Linked DNA regions of Pan troglodytes: region 1 is linked to region 2. Evidence: chromatin contacts called from public Hi-C data. All regions are on one chromosome and are shown on one strand. The core of a region is the stretch at or near the end of the contact, and the rest is flanking DNA. Distances in the headings are between cores, read along the strand shown. Region 1 overlaps DOT1L (DOT1 like histone lysine methyltransferase). Region 2 overlaps AP3D1 (adaptor related protein complex 3 subunit delta 1).

What was found. A called contact is a pair of places that touch in the nucleus more often than the background predicts.
Region 1: a Hi-C map of induced pluripotent stem cells shows a contact between it and region 2, with 2.0 times the contacts expected there. The contact joins two enhancer-like sites.

What each region holds. Positions count from the first base shown.
Region 1 is chr20:4,502,278-4,504,977 of NHGRI_mPanTro3-v2.0_pri, reverse strand. DOT1L (DOT1 like histone lysine methyltransferase) reads right to left here. Exons shown (of 29, transcript XM_063800991.1): 8 at 901-956. Among named protein-coding and RNA genes, the nearest start is that of MIR1227, 35 kb to the left of the region's middle. Within about 2 kb of position 1,332, at least 5 of the 24 cell types and tissues checked have an H3K27ac peak or open chromatin away from gene starts, as enhancers often do. A contact at or near this core is called in induced pluripotent stem cells, where this site is marked.
Region 2 is chr20:4,423,902-4,426,601 of NHGRI_mPanTro3-v2.0_pri, reverse strand. AP3D1 (adaptor related protein complex 3 subunit delta 1) reads left to right here. Exons shown (of 32, transcript XM_054673482.1): 12 at 1,099-1,244; 13 at 1,712-1,860; 14 at 1,931-2,161. Among named protein-coding and RNA genes, the nearest start is that of IZUMO4, 25 kb to the right of the region's middle. Within about 2 kb of position 1,436, at least 1 of the 24 cell types and tissues checked has an H3K27ac peak or open chromatin away from gene starts, as enhancers often do. A contact at or near this core is called in induced pluripotent stem cells, where this site is marked.

The DNA.
Region 1 (2,700 bases), core at 83-2,582, 78 kb before region 2:
AGGAGGAGTGAGGGAGGAGGAGGAGTGAGGGAGGAGGAGGAGTGAGGGAGGAGGAGGAGTGAGGGAGGAGGAGGAGTGAGGGAGGAGGAGGAGTGAGGGAGGAGGAATGAGGGAGGATGAGGGGTGTGGGGAGGACGAGGGGCACAGGGAGGACAAAGAGTGCTGGGAGGATGAGGGGAGCAGGGAGGATGGCAGGACTGGGGGAGCAGGGCCCAGCCGGCTGCTGACCCCACCTCCCCGGCTGCCCTCACAAGCGCCTTGGGCCTCCAGGGTCCCTGGCACACGCTGGAGTGCTGTGGCCACACCCAGGCTGGGCAGTGGAAAGCACGGGGGCCCAGCCCAACCATACAGAGCCCATGGCCACCAGGACAAACAGGTGGCGGTGGGGACGGACCTGGACAGTGCCCTGAGCTCCCAGGCCTGGGTGCAAGGTGGCGCGGAGGGGCAAGCCCAGGCAGTGCAGAGGTGGCTTTTGGGACCAGGAGGGGCCGCTCCCTCGAGCAGCCCTCATTGCGTTGTGTGGGTGCAGCCACTCCAGAAGGGATGGATGGAGACAGGAAGACCCCCAGACCAAGCCTGAGCGGGGAGGAGGCCCAGGAACCCAGGCGAGAGGGGCCCACAGTGTCCCAAAGTCAAGGGGACAGGCAGCAGGAACGGGCTCACTGCCAGCAGGGTCTGCAGGGCCGACAGGAGCTCTGCTGGGCATGTCTGCTCTGCGCGCCCGCACAGGGAGACCCAGCGTGAGGGAAAGGCGCCCTTCCTGTCCCCACCGGCCTCTTTCCTGCCACAGCCAGCACAGGAGCGAGGGGCCGCTCCCGGTCCCCGGTCCCCGGTCCCATGGCCACCGCCCGCCTGTGAGCACACACCCCACGTGCCCTGCATGCCCCACGCTGGCCATACCTCGTGTTGGCGATTCGCTCCCTCCACTCTTCTGAGAGGAAATCGCCTCTCTCCAACTGAAAGAGAAAACAGGTGTGAGCGCGGACCCCCGGCCTCCCTGGCACCCCCAGCCCGCCCAGCCCCTGTGAAGAAAGAATGGAATGAACACAGCTCCGCTTGCAGTGAAGGAGCAGGAGGAGGCCCAGGCCCCACCGGCTGCAGCCCTGGGAGCTGCAGGCAGAAGGGTCCGTGAGAGGGATGCGCAGAGAACGGGCAGGACCTCCTGAGAAGCCGGGACAGGTCCTCGTGCTCCAGCATCCGCTTGGGGAGGCCAGGCCCAGCCAAGGGGACTGTGGTCACACCAACACACACCTGCAAGCCACGCTGCAGTCTCCTAGAAATGTAAGCTCAAAATCAGGGGCTGCAGCCACTCTCAGGACCAGAGGCGGCCAGCAGGGGCGCCCTGAGGCAGGGCCTGCAGCCCCCACCATGCTGGGCTCCAGGCAGGGCCTGAGGGAGGCCACGGGGCGCTGGGGGGCACCCTCCGTGGCAGGCAGCGACACTCGGCCAGGCTGAGAAAGCCTAGCGCCGAGCTCTGTCCCTCCCTCACCAACCACAAGAAACACGCACACAGGGAAGCTGAGCCGCCAGTCCCTGGGGGCGTCTGCCCTGAGCACCGCTGACGGCCTGCTAACAGCAGCGCTGTCCCCACAGCCCCACGCCACACTCACAGCAAGGCCAGCTGCAGCCCGACGCCAGTCCACCTCCAGACCTCAAGACCTGGCACTGTCCAGGAGAAAACACCTCTTATTAACCTAGCTGTCCAACACGGTAGCATCTGGACAACCAAGACACCGCCTTTCAAATCCTTCAAAAACACTACCACCTCCATTCCCAGGAGAAATAAAAACATGTCCACACAAAAGCCCGGACACAAATGCCTCCAAAAGCCAACACAACTCATCACAGCCAAAAGGTGGAAGCAGCCAAGTGTCCATCAGCAGATGAAAGATCAACACAGCACAGCGAGGCCGTGCACACATGGAAGCAGGACCCCAATGAGAACAGGAGCCAGGCTCCAACCCAGGCCACAGCGCGGATGCACCTTGAGGACGCCACGCTCAGTGAGAGACGCCAGACACAGAAGGCCACGCAGTGTCTGATCCTGTTTCTGTGAAATGTCCAGGACAGGCCCATCCAGAGACAGGAAGGGGATTCATGCTGGGGGCTGGACTAGTTGGGGGTGAGGGCACCTGGGTCACAGCAGAAGCCCACACCAGCACCCCAAGAGCCGAGGGAGGACCAGCAACACTCCTTTTCACACAACAGCCACAGGCCTGGTGCCCCACCCAGTGTCTCTCAGGATGGGGAGGGAGTCCCTGAGCAGAGAGGGTAACACAAGCAAGCCGCTGCCCCAAGCAACAGGGTGGCCCACCCACTCAGTCCCAGAGAGACAGGGACACCCCCCCAGGCCCGGAGGACAGGGCCACTCATCCACCCAGACGCAGATCCAGAGGGCAGGGCCACCCGCCCCGGCCACGAGCAGCTGCACATCCTCCACTCTCCAAGGCCGGGGGAAGCCCCCAGGAGGGGAGGAGACGGGATGGGAGGTGCGCAGGCGAGCCATCCTGAGCCTCTGCAGGTGCTGGGCCACCCCCCACACCCGTCTCCTCCCTCTCCACACCTGACAGACCCTCTGAACATCCCTCATTCCCCGTGGACAAGCCACCCAGGAAATGACTCAAATCCCAAGTCCTGAGCAGCACTAAGCAGATCCGGGCTCGCATCACAGACCTGGGGCTGGGAACCCTCCCTGGGGTC
Region 2 (2,700 bases), core at 187-2,686:
TTGTGAGATAGAGCAGCACACAGCACCCTTGCCCAGGTGCCTGCCTGCATGTGGGTGCCCCCATGCTGCTCTGTTGAGGAATCAGAATTAGCGGCCCCTGCCTGGTACCTTGTACCTGGGCGGTGTTTTGGACGCTCATTTTGAAGCCAGGTCTTTTTGTTGAGAGCAGGAGTTGGCAAACTCGCCTGCAACAGCCCAGATAGTGGAGTGGCCCCCCTTATCTGAGGTTTCAGGTACCCCCAACACAGTCCAAAAATAGGCAAGCACCCCGCAGTCGGGTATTGCAAGAGAGACCGCGATCACATACCTTTTGTGACTGTGTTTTATGGTTGTTCTGTTCTTAGTTACTATTAGTTGTTCATTTCTTACTGTGCCTAATGTACACTCTGAACTTCGCCATAAGCACAGACGTGTCAGAAAAACACCCACACGCGGGTCTCAGTACCGCCCGCCGTGTCAGCCTTCCACTGGGGTCATGGGCCCATCCCCCACGGGTAGGTGGGGACTACTGCGTTTTCTCCGTGGACCTCACAGTGTCTGTCTCTGCTCAGTGCTGCCCCGTGGCCTGAAAGCCACCGTGGATGGCGGTATGTGAATGGGTTCAGCTGTGTGCCCTGTGGCTGGGGTGGCCCTGGCTTAGGTTGTGGCATCTGTGCCTCATGCCCAGCCACCCTTAGCTGTCCGTGAGCTGGTTTGGGCTAATCGGGTGAACAGTGAGTACTGGGTACAGGTGAGACCCTGCCTTGGGCCGAGGGTGTCTGCTGCTGCTGGAAAGTCTTCTCTGCGTTCTTCCCTGCACTGGCTGGGTGGGAAGAGGAGAGCTGACAGCAGCTACTACAAGGTGGTAGTAGGTAGGGGAGGCCTTCCTGAGGGAGCCGGCATGGGGGCAGCCTGCACCCCGGCTCCCAGGGAGAGGGCTCTGCTAGGGCGACATCCCTCGTGGTGAGCTCCAGCTGGGATACTTGCTCTGTCCACCCCCAGGTTGCCAAGGCCAGGCAGCCTCCCGAGGTGGAGACCCGGCCCGGAGAGCCTTGGGCCCTGCCTGCACCCTGCTGCCTGTGTCCGTCCCATTGACCTGGCTCTGGCCTCTCTCTGCAGTGAAGTACCTGGGGCTGCTGGCAATGTCCAAGATCCTGAAGACCCACCCCAAGTCCGTGCAGTCCCACAAGGACCTCATCCTGCAGTGCCTGGACGACAAGGACGAGTCCATCCGGCTGCGGGCCCTGGACCTGCTCTATGGGATGGTGCGTGCCCTCTGTCCGCCGCCCGCCCGCCTGGCCTTAGTTCTCTAAGGGACATTAAGTGTCAGGTGCAGAGCCACGTGGAATGCATGGAGTCCCCTCACACTCGGCCATCAGTTAGTGTGGTGGGGCAGGGCAGAGGGGCGCCAGTCCTGGTCCATGCCTGTCTTCCAGGGCCTGTGTGGAGGGGGCGGGGCCAAGCCCATGCCTGTCTTCCAGGGCCTGTGTGGAGGGGGCGGGGCCAAGCCCGCAGAACAGACTGTGCTGGGCCAGTTGTTGCTCCCTGGCTGGGGTCGTGTGCCTCTAACCCAGCCCACATCGCAGGGGCCTGCTGCCTCCCTGGCATCGATCTGTGAATCCGGGTCCGCCTGTGTCCCGTGGATTCTGTCTCAGGAGCAGGTGTTGGGTGTCTCACCAAGCAGGCCCCAGGCTGGGTCCGCTCTCACCACTGTCTGTACGCTTTTGCCCAGGTGTCCAAGAAGAACCTGATGGAGATTGTGAAGAAGCTGATGACCCACGTAGACAAGGCAGAGGGCACCACCTATCGTGACGAGCTGCTCACCAAGATCATTGACATCTGCAGCCAGTCCAACTACCAGTACATCACCAACTTCGAGTGGTGCGTCCCGCTCCCAGGGGTGTGGCCGGGGGTTCTGTGGCGCCACTCACTCACCGCCTCTGCCCCACAGGTACATCAGCATCCTGGTGGAGCTGACCCGGCTGGAGGGCACACGGCACGGCCACCTCATCGCCGCCCAAATGCTGGACGTGGCCATCCGCGTGAAGGCCATCCGCAAGTTCGCCGTGTCCCAGATGTCTGCGCTGCTTGACAGTGCACACCTGCTGGCCAGCAGCACCCAGCGGAACGGGATCTGTGAGGTGCTGTACGCTGCAGCCTGGATCTGCGGGGAGTTCTCAGAGTGAGTGGGCGCTGGGCCTCTGGGCTGGCAGCTTCTCCAAGCTTCCGAGGGGTAGGGACCAGGGATGTGCCTGGCAGATCCTTCCTACCGTCTCCCATCGCCCTGCCACCCCGGCCGTCTTGCAGGTCCGTGGGTTTCCAGCACCTGTCCCCTGACAATGGTCGGGCCCATTCCCCCTTTACAGAGGCGAGTCTGTGCTGCCCTGTCTGCCCTCTGCCCTCGGGCATCTGTGGCGTTCCCAGGAGATTGTAGATCCCGTGGGCACTAGGACTGGGAGGTGGGAGGATCCATGGGGTGGGCTGCAGATGGGGGGCTGGCCCTGGGCATCTGCAAGGCTCAGTTCCAGCTGGGCGCGTGGCAGCCCTTCTGAGCCCTGTTTGCCGTAGGTGAGGTGGGAGCTCCGTGTAGCAGTTAGGTGGCCCAGGGAGGCACCTGCTCAGCCCCAGCCTGCCTGCGCCAGGCCCCTCTGGAGGCACAGGGGTCTCAGTGCCAGGTTCCAGGTGGGCCGCAGGGATGGGTCTTATCGACACTGCCCCTGC